Regions from separate parts of the Urocitellus parryii genome. Here region 2 is linked to region 1. A link is a contact called in public Hi-C data. All regions are on one chromosome and are shown on one strand. The core of a region is the stretch at or near the end of the contact, and the rest is flanking DNA. Distances in the headings are between cores, read along the strand shown. Region 1 holds the start of Fkbp15 (FKBP prolyl isomerase family member 15). Region 2 holds the start of Alad (aminolevulinate dehydratase).

Region 1 (6,761 bases), core at 1,648-4,147:
GTCACATTCCTAAAAGGAATGATTTATCATTACTAATGCTAGTCAGATTTGCCTACACATACCTCTAATAAAATATAAAACAAATGTATTCGTAACTGGTCCCTTAAAGATGCTTTGAAAAAAGCCAGGTATGGTGGCTCATGCCTATAATTCCAGCTACTCGGGAGGCTGAGACAGGAGGATCACTTGAGCCCAGAGGTTTCAGCTGGGGCAACATAGTGAGACCCTATCTCAAAAACAAAACAAAAACAGCTTTGTGATTATTATTACTACATTGATTTTACTCTATTACTAAAATGAAATTTCTTAGGGGTAGGAACTGCATCATATTCCCAATTATATTAGCTGAACCAACTATTATTCAATTAATAGGCAATCACAAATACTTCCTTATTTTCAAAGTCATAGTGGTGGAGAAAGGGCTAAGACAAAAAAAAAAAAAAAAAAAAAAAAAAAACTCCTGATTACTCTTTCTAGCTTAACCATGTACTTTAAGAGGCCCAGAAACTTAAAAAAGAGATTATCAGTCATCTAGATGGTCATCCTTGGCACTAATATTCCTACTTCTAATAGGTTTGAATGTCCTAAGTAGGATCAAGTCAGAGAGTTAAGTAAATAGACCTGAAACTTAAATGAACAAGTATATTTGCAGTAAATCAGTTATAAAAAGGGAACTGAAAAGCAGTGTTCATTGTCATATGTTCTACTTCCTTAGAGAAACTAAAGGAGGAATAGCTAAATCAGAGAATGCTGATGAACCTTTCCCTAGTCTCAAATTTTTTCTCTTATTTTTGATACTGGGGAAGGAACCCAGAGGTACTCTATGATAGAGCTACGTTCCCAGCCTTTTTAACTTTTATTTTAAGACAGTCTTGCTAAGTTACTTAGGGTCTTGCTAAGTTAGTCTAGAACTTGTGATCCTCCTGCCTCAACCTCCCAAGTCACTGGTAGGTGTGTGCCACCATGCCCAGCCCTATTCTCAATCTTAAATTTTATTTTATTTTCCTGGTTGTTGCTGGGAACAAAAATAAATTATCAGATTAACTTTCTGAATAAGTTTCTTATCATTAAATTAGCTGATATATGTGTCTAGGAGCACAATCATGTGCCTAGAATTGAGTGTCTCAGGTTCTTGATAAGCCCATACAGGAAAGCAGAATAGTTGAATCACCAAGAACTTATCTTGGGCCAGGAATCCAGAAAAGGGCACATGACCATCATGTCTACCCTTGTAATTTTCAATCAGCAGTGGACTGCTTGACTCATGAGAGCTGGGAGTATAAACATTCCTTTGCAGACTTTTCCAGATACTTTTGCATAGTGGAGAATGTGAATTTAAAGTATGCTTTGAAAATGTCTAATATGCAGCCACACACAAACTAGGTTTGCATAAAAATATATTAATTCAAAAGGCTAACTACACAACCAACAGCAGCAGGGAAACTGGACTGCATGGTGATTTTAGTGAATGTTCTGAGTCAGATAGGGAAGAGAGGAACCAAAGCACAATTTAAAGTAACTGAGCATCTGAAATTACTCAAAATGGAATTATGTGGATGCAGGCCATCTAAAATGACAGCAGGGGTAAAACAAAGTAGTGAGTCAAAAAAAAAAGAGAGGGGCTGGGGCTGTGGTTCAGCAGTAGAGTGCTTACCTAGCATGTGTGAAACCCTGGGTTCAAACCTCAGCACCACATAAGAATAACTAAATAAAATAAAGGTATATATAAAAAAGAACGATAGGTAATACATTACTAGTCAGTGGGTGTCCACAAAGAGTCCAAAAGATAGTCAGTCATCTTATGGTTATTTATGTGTTAAACTCTGCAACAGCAAACTTGAGGATCAGTACAGCAGCTTAATCATCTCTGTAACCTCTTGGCATTTAGTAGAACAAGGGGCATATGTTGATGTGCTCATCATTCTTCAGGATGCACAATATTTGTAATGAAGATGGTCAAAGAAAGGCTATGCAAACATCAGAGACTGGCAGTCAAGGTGTTAATACAACACAAGAGAAAACACACTAACCCAATACAAACCCTGAAAACCCTAAACTAATTATTGAAAACGACGATGGTATACATAATGTTTGAGGACAGGGGTTAACGACCGCAGGCTCTCACAATGGTTTTAAATTTCACGGTTTACAGAGTGCAACTTCACAGCTATTATTCAAAAGACACTCACTGATCATTTACTATGTGCAAGGTCCCGTTTTAAAACGAACAATATAAGCTGTCCCTGTCCTACCAGGGTTATAATCTACTAGGTTCGCATGCAAAGACAAGCCTGGTCGGACGAACGAGAAAGAGAAAGTATTTCATTCTGCCCGGGGTGATGGGAGAGGGAAAGTACCAAAAAGGTGACATCCGATCTAGGCCTTGAAGAATGCTGGGGCCGACCCACCAGTCCTGGTTCTAAAGTGTCACCGCCTCATCCATGGTTCTAGAAGAGAAACTCTCGTGTGGCCCCAGCTGACTCCTCTAAAAACTCGGAGGCAGGCAGACTCATCAGCAATCACCCCACTTCAGAGAAATTGTGACCCAGGGAACAGAAGGGGAACCCCAGAGTCATACTGCGTGTCAAGGGAGATGCCGGCTCCAGAACCCAGATCCACAGACTCCTCGCAGTTGCGAGCCCTGCCCAAGATTCTGAAGAGTGTAAGCACCGGAATGCGGCCGGGGTCTGGACCCGGAAGTTGGACAGAGGCCTGAGAAGAGATCGACCCCTCCAACCATCCGCCGGTCTCTGTCAGCCATGCCTTATGGCCCGTGCTTCTCAGTCACTCACCCGCCACTAGGCGAGAGGAAGTCGGTGTCGTCCTCATCCCCGGCACCGAACATCGCGCTCGCCTTCTCCAGGCGGTGGGGAGAAAGCCGGATGTTCCCAGGGCCTGTCACCGCCGACGTCGTAAAATGCCGCGGTGGCGCGCTTTTTTCCGGCAGGGCAAACTCGCCCGGTTGCTCTGCCGCGAGGAGACTGGATTCTGGAGAAGGTGGAGCAAAGGCAAATGAGGGCTTCGCACCGGCACGACGTGAGGCCTCTCCTGCCCGCAGAGGGGGCGGGATTCCGAAGTTCTGCGCGAGGATTGGTCAGCGAACCTAGGGGCGGGGCAGGGGCGGGAACCCGCGGCCTCTGTGGCAGTGGTGGACACGTCGAGCCGGGCAGAAGTAGTAGGGGCTTCTGAGAAGTCCTGAGTCGGTGACGAGCTCAGGCTCTGAGAGCGAGGCGCCTGTGGCGGGACTCGACCTGGCAAGGTAAGGCCTCCCCGCTGCTTCTCACAACCCTGGCATGGCCACTGTCCTTCTCCCTCCGGGGCAAGGACCCTCCGCCGCTCTTCTCTGCTCGGCGGAAGGAGAAAGATCCCCAGACTAGAGATCTGAGTCTTGGCCTGGCTCCCACAGTGACATAGCTGGAGTGACCTTAGGCAGGGTGCTCGGTGCCTCAGTTTCCCCTCTATGCAATGGGCAGTGTGTCCAGTTCCCTGTATACCAACTTGTCAAGAAGCTTTTAAACCTCAAAGGTCATTGAGTCCAATTCAGGTCCCCTCATAATCCCAGAATTTGCAATTAAGGAAACAATGAACTTGGGTGACTAGTCCGAGGTCACGCAGAGTAAAGGGCAGGCTGGGACTGGATTCCTGATCCTTCCATTCAGGATTCAGAGAGCTAATGAGTGAACAAAAACCTAATAGCCCTTGAACACTGTGTGCCCATATAAAGTGGTCATCACTGGACTGTGTGGCATATGCCAGGGAGCAGGGAAGGAGGGATACCCCTTTCCAGAGTACCCGCAAGTAAGGTGCAGAAAAACTAGGATATTCTAGGAGTGGGTGGCGAAAAGGAGAAAACTCTGGGGACATTAAAGTCCCTGGTTTTGCTGAGTCTTCTTGCAACAATCCTAAATCAACATCAGTTTATGCCAACTTTTCTGCCTCCAGTTTCCACCCTCTGTGTCTTACATAAATATTTCTTTGGTTAACCTGGTATAATTTCTTGGAACAATCTTGGTGTAGCTCTGGCTTAACCAAGCTGTGGATAAGCAGATAGTATCCCAGTGTAGTATCCATTTCCACAGGTCTCACTGGAGTTGTTTCACTCAGTCTTCCCCCTCAGTCGGGTTGGTCCCTTACCTGAATGTTTTAATCTCTTAGCATTATATTAAAGTGAAGTGATTGGTAGCTTACTCTGAGAGAACTTCGTTCCTTTTGGCACTTCCCTGGTTGTGCTTCTTATTATAGTTTGCATATTACTAAATTGAAAGCCTTCTTGCCCATAATGAGTTCTCATTAATTCTTTATTGGTTTGAATAATGAAATTTATCCTTGTTCCTGTATTTCTTAATTTACTTAGATTGCTTTTCCCGTGTGACCCATAGAATCCAGCCATGACTCTTGCCTTGTATAGGTAGCTTCCAGAGAGATAAAAATGCTGTATTGGCTGTGAACTATCTGGGTTGCTTACTCTCTTTTGTTAATTGAAGGTGATTGTACTATATTATCTGAAACTCTAGGGGAGGGAAAGGGGGGGAATAGGATAGCTAGAAATATTATATGTAACTATGATTTTTGTAAGTAAATTATTTCTCTATTTAACTGAGGATAAGGCTGTTCCTTGTTTCTTATGTTTATTTTACAGTTTAAGATGGTTAAAGCAGTGAAGGCTAACAGTGTTAAAATAGTGATGCAAGTGGAATCTAAGCACTAGAACTGGAACCTGTTGTAGTAGCTCTGAATAGAATGTGAACTTGTCTACCTCTGAGTGGGGGGAATGAACTGGATAAATGAGCTTGGCTACCTCTGGGGGCAGAAATGAACCTTAGCTCTTTTCTAGCTCCTTCTCCCTAGTATATGTCACTCAGCACTAGAGTAGTGTTGTTTTGTTTTGTTTTGTTTTGTTTTTCTGTGGTACAGGGATTGAACCAGGGTTGCTCTTCTACTGAGCCATATTTTTAACCCTTTTCATTTTTTGTTTTGAAACTAAGGCTGGCCTTGAACTTGGGATTCTTATGCCTCAACCTCCCAAGTAGCTAGGATTATAGGGATATGCCTTAGGGCCCAGTTTAAACAGTGCTTTTAAAAGATACCAAGCTCATCTTTGATTCTCTTGAGCTCTTATCTTGCATTCTTGGATGGAGATGTTTTTCTCCAGGATGTTTTAAGCAGCCTTTTTTGATATTTGGGAATCCTAAAAATCAACCTTTTTGGTGATTGGGTCACCACAAACATGAATACCCAGATTACCATTGTGGGGACACAGGTGCTGATTTTTTTCATTGGCAGTAAGAGAAATAGAAAGATGGTGGCAAGTATTCTACAGTCCAACACTCAAATCTGCAGGATTGGGTGTACCTGAAAAGCAAGGGTTTTCCTGAATTAGAGTATCTCCAGATTGATAGTATTAGACAAAGAAACGGGAAACCTGGGCTTCTGCCCCAACCTCTTCTAACTCACTCTGAGCTTGGGCCAGGCTCCAAAAACACTTTGGAATGGATCTCCTTTCACATGTCTACTGAGTGTCACTGGGGCACAAAGATAAGTAAGACACAACCCTGATCTCAAGTTTAAATTAAGTATTTGTGTTTATTTTGTTTTGCTTAAGTATACAGCTTTTCAGTGTATTCATAAAATGTGTTGATCTCCTGAAAATTGACTGGGAAGCAGCAATTTTAATAATTCCTTTCAAATTACCAGTAATTTTGCAACAGATAATTTTATATACAAGTATACACATATTGACCTGTGCTGGTGAATGTGTTTTAATATTAATGAAGTTAGAGCTAAGTTAAATTATAGATGTGATATAGGGATTTGAATTGAATAAGTTTGATATTGGTATAGTGTTCTGTTCCTTCCATCACTTAAAGCAGAAGAATGTCAGAATACAATTCAAGAAATATCATCTGAAAGCCTATTGTGTGTGAAGGACTGTGCTGGGTGTTGTGTAGGGTAAGAAAGTAAGTAAATCATTGTTTTGTCCTCAAAGAGTTCACAGTCCATAGAGGGTAGAGTACACAAATAACCATAACTGATGACATAGTGAAGAAAGTCCCATAAGAAGAAGAAATTAATTATTGTAGGATTTCAAAAGAGGAACAGCTCATACCTAGTTTGGAGGAGATTATAGGGTTTGGAATAGGCTTTGAAGATGAGTAAGATTCCAAGTGAAAGTGAGGAAATAAGCCTTTCCAGGTTGAGGGGGCAACTTTGGCAAATACACAAAGTTAATTAAAGTGGGAATCCTCTGAGTATTAGTTACATACATAATTTACACATTTTGATCTAATTTAAAATATAAGCATCCTGCAAAGGATGCTTATATTTTAAATTAGAACCTTTTCTTTTAAACTAAGGCTCAGCCTTTTCTAAAGTGTTGGTCTTAGAGATCAACACTTGTGAATCCTACCCCAGCCCCCTGCCTGTTATTGTAAATAAGGTTTTTTGGAACACAGCTATGCTCATTTATTTACATATCATCTTTGGCTACTTCATCCTACAAGGCAGTGTAAAGTGGTTGCAGCAGAAACTGCCACCATTTTGTCCATTATGCTTAAAATGTCTACTGTCTGACCCTTAAGAGATCACATAGAAGTCTTAATCTATGGTTTCTTTAAAATGCAGTGAATAAAGTCATTTGCAAAGCAGTCCCAATGCAGAATCTTTCTAGGTGTTGATGACATTTCCTCCCAGCCTTTATATTGGACTTTTCCACATACCTAACAGCAGATTGTATGTATCTGTGTGACTCACTTTTATCTAGT
Region 2 (7,595 bases), core at 2,615-5,114, 140 kb after region 1:
GAGAGGAAGGGAGGGGGCCAGACTGAAGGTCAAGGAAGATTCTGAGCAGGAAGTGGGGGAGTGGCTGGTCAAAACCTGGCTTTAGGAAGATAAATCTTGCCACTGAGCAGAATAGACCGGAAGCAGAGTACGGGCTATGGGAGGTCTGAGGGTGGAGAAGGAAGGGCCATGGTGATGTGGCCAAGAGGCGGTCTCTCAGGGCGGATGTGCTGTCTGCCTGACCCATAGGTCAGAGGACAGGGACAGGGCAGGAATAGGGTGACGGGAAACCAGGCTTGCAGAGGAGACAGAGGGCTTCATTTCAGACATTTCTTTTTGGAGGTGCTAGTAGCCAGGTGGGGTGTGTGTGTGGGGTAGCCACAGAAAGTGGGGGTGGCAGGTCCAAGTCCAGTGGCTCCTTGGACAAATGGGACCTCGAGGCCCAGGGGGGTAGGGACTTATCCAAGGTCACACAGAGCATTATAGGATAAAAGAGCAGAACCCTGGTGATCCTTCAGTGTGCCGGGCTTTCTGCCCAATCTCTTTGGCTCCCTCCCAGCCCAGGGGCCCATCTTATCCCATCCTCCTCCTTGGCGGGGTTGGGGTTATCAGGAGCCACACATGGACCCACCCTATCCCCACACCCCAGGGTGGGTCAGCCTCATCACCTGACACAGGGGCAAGCCAGGGCTCCCCAAAGATGTCTTAATCCCTAAATGAGCAATTATTCAGCAGATATGAGGTCCTGTCTGCCCATTTTGTGCAAGATTTTGCTCCCTGGTCTGCCAGGAATTAATTCAGCTCAGAGTAGTCAAGTTACTTGCCCAAGACCACACAGAGAGTTTAGTGACTGAGCCAGAAACTAAATTTGTTCTAAACTCCAAATGCAGGGTTTTATGTACTATCACCCACAATACTGGTAAATGATTGAGTAGGTGTCTCTCTGCCCACACCGTCTCTGCAATGGGTGCTGGAGAGAAATATATTGAATGTATTAATTAGGTGCTGGGTACTTTATGCTTATATTATCTCAATTGTAAGAACTGTCTTTTTAGTAATAAGGAAATGAAGGCTCTAAGAGGGTTTACATGACTTGCTCAATGTCATTCTGGAGAGTCAAGTCAAATTTTGAAACCAGGTTCACATGTCTCTGATTCATTTCCCTGAGCAACAATCTTTTGTAGCAGGCTGTGGACTTCTGGAATTCACAGCTGCATTCCACTGGCCTCAACCCCCATTTCCTTTAGAAGGCCCACAGAGCAACTGCCTTCTGCCTATAAGAAACCTCAAGCAGGATTGCCTAGGAGCTGCGCTGCCCAAATTTCATCCTGAGGACCCTGGGAGAGGTGGGGAGGGTACAACTGGAGGGGGAGGCCTTGCTAGAGAAGTTCCATTTTGGTCTTTTTTTTTTTTTTTTTATGGTCAGAGAAATAGTAGTTTGAAAAATGGTGCTACTGCTGGAAGAATTAAAAAGTTGAAAATTGGGCTGGGTTTGTGGCTCAGTGGTAGTGCTAGCTTACCTAGCACATGTGAGGCCTTGGGTTCAATCCTCAGCACCACATAAAAATATAAACAAATAAAGATATTGTGTCCACCTACAAGTAAAAAATATTTTTAAAAAAGTTGAAAATCACTGATCCTAGTTAATCTTTTACATTATAATATGGAAAATTGGGTGCAGAGAGGCCACAGGACTTGCTTGAAATGACACAGCCAGTGAGGTACAGAGCTAGGAAATGAGCCTGAGGTTGCTGGGACCACATAGTCAGTCTATTACAACAGGCACTTGATAAACATCTGCAGAGTGGGAAAATGCCCCAAGTAACACCTCTGCTTTGCAGACTCAAATCAGGCCGGGTTTTGCATTGTGAAAACTACCTCAAAATTTGGGAGTTTTTTGCACATGGGAAGGGCATGGCCCCTAAATTAAGGGAGCTTGCAAACCTCAGCTTAAATACTGTGTCACCCCATTTATAGGAACAAGACACAATGAGGCCCCACACCTTTGCTTGCTCACATAGATCAGGTTAGTTTTATGAAAGACAGTACAGGGCAGTGCAGAAGGAACCATCTTTCAGCATCAAGCTATTCCAGGTCTGGTCTGTGTTCTACTCTAACGTTGGCCAAGGTCAGCAGCCTTTCAGAGCCTTCATTTCATTATCTACGAAATGGGCTGACATTATCCAGCTTGTGAGGCTGTGGAGAAGATTAGAGGTAGTGCTGAGGTATATATCTGGCACCAAGTAGCTATTCAGTAAACAAGCTAATTTTAATATTAATAGGGGCAGGACTGATCTGGAACAAAATCTCCTGGTATAGTCCTGTGCCTTCTGCACCACACCCCGGAGGGAGGACATTTGTTTAGGCCTGGAGATCAAAGGATGTTTCAAAGTCCCTGCTTCCTAACACCTAATGTGGTAGAGAAGGAATAAAGCAACCCCCTACAGATGCAGAATAGTGGGGTGGCCCAGGTGCTATGGGAGGATCCTGTGTCTGGGAGTCAAGAACAGCTTCATGGATGAAAGAACACTGAAGGTCTTGCCTTCCTTGTTTGGCTCCACCCCAACCTGGGTCTAACCTAACTTGGACCCTGAGAGCTGCCACCAAGGGGGCAAGCAGAGCTGCAGGGCTTCAGTCTCACAGGTTGTGTTCCACTGATTCCAGAGGCTGTGCTCTTGGCCCAGAGGGATGGCAACTGCTGCCAGTTCTGGCAGGCTCTGCAGCGGCTCAGAGGAGGCAGGCAGAATTGCCAGCTAGGTAGAAGAGCCAGGTTTAGAAACCAAAAGCCCCAGAAAGGTCCAGGACAGCAGCTGTCAGGCACTTCTGATGAGAAACCTACTGGTTGTTGGTTCAATCAACCCACATTTCCTGAATTTTCTACTCTGTACCTGCTGTAGTGCTAGATACAGGGATTAAAGAGAAAAATGAGAACCCAGTCTGCTCCTGGGGCTTTGAAAGCCCTAATCTTTGGGTTCAGCAATTTGAAACCCAGAGAAGCTCCCATTTCCACAGATTCCTAGAATATCCTTGCTATGAGGTTTCTTGAAGCTTGCTGATTTCATCACTGAAACTCTGGTAAAACTGGGCTCAGAGAAGGGCAAAACATTGACCTGGATCCTGCAGCTAGTTAGCTGCAGATCTGGGCTAAAATTCAGTTCTCCAGCAGCCCAGTCCTCAATACCCACTATGATCTTTGGTACTGAGACAGATTTCACATTTTATTTGGCACAGTTGGACTTATGAAGAGCCACAGGTGAAGGGGGTGGGAGGAGGGAAGGGGTAGAGCCCTAGTCTATCAGGCGGCTGCGATCCAGGGTGGTTAAATTTGTGGTCAGTGGAGTCTGACCTATGTGAGTATAAATCCTGGTTCTGGCACTTTTCACCTGTATAACCTCAATTTCCTCATCTGGTAAGTGGGGACTTGAACGGACCTCAATGGGTTGTCGTAAGGACTGACTGGCCAAGCATGCAACGCCTAGCACAAGCGGTTCTTATATTTTCCACTCCTCTCCTCCAGCCTGCAAGGCACCTCGGCTCCGCAATGATGCAGAAGGCCGGCGGTGCTGTGGGGTGAATCCAAAGGAGGAAACATGAGCGGGAACTCGGCTTCCAACCCCGGCTGTTGCAGGACCATCGAACCCAAGCAGGGGCCCACGGGGTCTCGGTCCCCAGCTGCAGGATGGGAGCTTCAGGCGCCCGACACAAGCTACGGACACAGGACTTAGTGTAACAGCCTCCGCCTCTCTCAGAGGCCGACCTCCAAACCCTCCAACTCCCGGAGTCCAGCCCCACTCACCTATCTCCTTGAAAGCTCCGAACCGCTGCTCCAGCCACTGCAGCGCGGGATCTAGTCTCCCGGGGCCCACGCGGGGGCGGGGCGGCTCACCCGGAAGCAGCTCCCCCCGCGGCCCGCCCTCCCCGCATGGAGGCCACGCCCCTGCGGCCACTCTACGGGCACGCTGGTCAGCCCTCCCGCGGCCCCGCCCACGCTTATCGGACTCGGGACCTAGCCAATCAGGTGTGCCGAGAGACTGGACAGCCCGTCCCTGCCCGCCACAGGGCGGGAGGAATGAGCTGGGGAGCCCACCCTGGCGAATGGGAGGGGCCTCTGCAAGTGACCGCGTGTGGAAGGCTGGCACAGCTCTGGGTTCACCCTAGGTTTGCTTTACAGTTCTTCCCAGCCTCCCGCAGGTTTGGCCCTGGTTCATTTTTTGGTGCAAGAACAATTGGATGTCAAGGACCTTAACACCAAATAATGCCTAACACAATAGTTTCATCAATTTTTGCACATTGAGCATTTAAAGTTGTTGAGTTCAGCACCAGACTGTCTTCCAAGTTTTTAGAGAAGATTTATTCCAGCGTGATTACTCAGGGTCTACTCTGTGCCATGGGTTGAGAGATGTGATGTAAAAAGACATGGCATTAGAAAAAAACTCCCAGGGGCATCGCACCTGACTAGGATGGGTACAGTAAAAGATCTGAGCAAAGGTCTATGTTTGGTTGGGTGGGAGAGGACTTGTAGGGGCAGGAGGGGTCTGGTGAATTCAAAGGAAGCCACAGGAATCCAGATGGGACCTGAGGACTTAACCTCTAGTGGTGCTCATGGGAATTAAGAAAGGATGTTTCTACTGTGAGCAGGAATGGGCAGAAATGAGCCTGGAGTGAGCACATTGGTGGTTGCAAGGTAAGGCAACCACCATTTATTACAACCACTATTTATTATAGGGAGTTGAAAATGTGTATGCTCGTGTGTATATTCCTTCATATATGTATATTTAAAGTTATTGAGTTCAGCACCAGACTGTCTTCCACGTTTTTACACACACACACAATTTTTTGGGGGGTACTGGTACTTGAACCCAGGGGTGCTTTACCACTGAGCTATATCCCCAATCCTTTTTATATCTTGAGACAGGGTCTCCTTAAGTTACTGAGGGTCTCACTAAGGTGGCTCCAGTTTAGCAAGAGCCTGTCTCAAAATAAAAAAAATTAAAAAGGTTTGGGGATGTAGCTTAGTGAAAAAGCCCCACTAGATTTCATCCACAATAAAAGATAAAAAGGTTTGTGTTCTGTGAATTTTATCTCAATTTTTAAAAAGCTAGTTCACTAAAGGCAAAGTGGTATTCTGGATTGGAGCTGTAACAAAAAAGATAGTATTAGAAAAACCGGTGAAATACAAGGACAGTTTGTCCTTTAGTTAATTTTTTTTCTTTCATTTGACAAATGTTCCATGGTTATGTAAGATGTTAATGTGAAGGGAAGCTGGGTGAGGGGTTTATCAGAACTCAGCATCCCTTGTAGTTTTCTGTAATTCTAAAATTTCTCTAAAAAGTTTATTTAAAACAACAAAAGCATCATCAAAGACGGCAGGGACACAATCTATTTTCATGAATTAGTGCTAAGATCCAGACAAGTCATTTCTAAGGAGGCTCAATTTGCCATTGGTAAAAAAGAGGGGTAAAGCTGCAAAAGTAGTTTTGAATGGGTCAGGACAATCTCCTACTCCCCAGATCCAGATCTAAATCTCTGGGCACAAAGTGTTGTGCTTAAAGAAGAAAGATGAGAAGCTTTACCTTAGTTTGGTAACAAACCTTCAAAATCCAGATACCACTACAGGAATGATACAGGTGTGGCTAGGGCAAACTGATCCACTACCTCAAAGATTCTTCCCAGTTAAATTCTGTAATTTTAAATCATAGTCTCCTCTTTCAGGAGACATTGCTCTTAGAAAGTTAGTTTGGTGAAAAATGGGGCAGGATGAACTAACACTAAATAGGGGAGCTTTTGGGGATTCATTTTTAACTGGAGCATAAAGAGTTTTATGTTGTAAATTAAAATAGATGATAGGGTTAGCTCCTTACAACTGGGTAAGTATGGACTTATGAACCCAGAGTTCATGCTTTCTAGGCAAGTGCTCAACTACTGAGGTATATTGCCAACGCTTTTTTTGAGTCAAGGTCTTAAATTGCCCAGGCTGGCCTTGAACTTGCAATTCTCACCTCAGCCTCCTGAGCAGCTGGGATTAGATAAATGACACTGTGCCCAGATTGAATTTAATTTAATAGGAAGTGGGGAGTGACTGTAATACAGCCATGTTCCAGAAAGATCCACTTGGCAAGCAAAACACAGAGGAAGCAGATGAGGCAGGAAATTGAATTCAAAGGAAGCCACAGGAATCCAGATGGGACCTGAGGACTTAACCTCTAGTGGTGCTCATGGGAATTAAGAAAGGATGTTTCTACTGTGGAGCAGGAAAAAGCCACTGGACCAAGTAACCACTGGGGTTCTACCTTTGTAAAATATTATTTATAAATTTATGATTTGTAAAACTTTATATAGAGTTGTGGTTGATAAAATGACTGCTTCAGAGTTTTAAGATTAATACTTGAGGGCATTTAGAACAGTGCCAGACACAGGATGGGCTCAATAAACAGAGCTGATGAGAATCTATGTGTAGGGGCCCAGCAGAGCCACAAAAGGCAGCACTCCTCCCTGAGAAGGAGCGGCATCTGCTGGTCATGCAAGGTGATGCAGGATTCCACATTTACAAAAAGTCTGGCCCAGTCCGCACCTCAAATACCAAATGGGGCACGATTAGTGGGTCTTCTTGAAACACACATCCTCAAATATATGATTTTTTTTTTTTTTTTTTGAGATGGGGTCTTGAACTCCTGGACTCAAGATATTCTCCTACTTCAGCTTCCCAAGTGCTGAGACTATAGGCGCATAACACCATAAGTCAGCTAGTATGTCATCACTTTAAACAAGAATGTTTTTTATTTGTACAAAGCATTATAATCTTTAAAACAGTCTTCGTTTACCAATAAACTTTCCATTGTATTCATTTAACAAATTAATGGTTAAACTATACCATACTACCTTGTCAAATCCCAAGCACTCAACTGAGACAAAAAAAATGCTTTGAAGCACTTTGAATGGAAAGAGAAAAGGCTAAGAAAGGCCAACAGAGATATTTTAGAAGAAGTTAAGGGGAATTTTTTTGGTGGGGGTGGGAGATTAAATTCATGAGCACCATCAGATTTCCCTTAAGGTTCAGAATTTATCAAAGAAAAATATTAAGATATGAAATTAGAACTAAGAAATATAAGAAACCTGCACTTTGGGATATTAAGCAGGTAATCAGAATTCCTAGATTGTGGATGAAGTTAAGTGAAAAAGGGAAAGAAAGTAGAGAAGAGTCAGAAGAGATAGAAAAAGGGAAGCCTGGGGGGTTCTGCACCTTCCAGGAGGTGACATTAAATACTAACGCTGTACAGTAGTAAATAGTGAGGGACATCTAACACTATGCCATCTGTTTTAAATAAGTAAGACACTGGCATCCCTGCTGGACTACCTCCAATCAATACTAATTTAAAAGCATATGTCCCCAGAGTGTAGCCATTCTATAGGCTGTATGTCTACAAGCAATCTAAAAGGACTGAAAGCCAAGTGGGATTAGAGGAAATGAAACTCAAATTAATGCAACTATCAAGTGATGAGATTACAGAGTTCATTATTCTCCCATAGCCTTTTAGTAGTTTTTTTTTTTTAAAGCTAAACCGTTCTGATCATTCTTAATAAGGTACTACTGCCAAATACTGTTACAAACAGACTGA

Evidence for each region. Hi-C and Micro-C count contacts between places; a contact is called where the count stands out from the background.
Region 2: a Hi-C map of liver shows a contact between it and region 1, with 5 times the contacts expected there. The contact joins the promoter of Alad here to the promoter of Fkbp15 in region 1. A contact is called at or near these places in 2 of 2 Hi-C or Micro-C datasets (liver and muscle).

What each region holds. Positions count from the first base shown.
Region 1 is chr4:191,081,327-191,088,087 of mUroPar1.hap1, forward strand. Fkbp15 (FKBP prolyl isomerase family member 15) reads right to left here and starts at 2,898. Exons shown (of 27, transcript XM_026393297.2): 1 at 2,793-2,898. The coding sequence starts at 2,845. Slc31a1 (solute carrier family 31 member 1) reads left to right here and starts at 3,135. Exons shown (of 5, transcript XM_026393352.2): 1 at 3,135-3,259.
Region 2 is chr4:191,223,270-191,230,864 of mUroPar1.hap1, forward strand. Alad (aminolevulinate dehydratase) reads right to left here and starts at 3,865. Exons shown (of 12, transcript XM_026393309.2): 1 at 3,776-3,865. Pole3 (DNA polymerase epsilon 3, accessory subunit) reads right to left here. Exons shown (of 4, transcript XM_026393310.2): 4 at 6,772-7,595.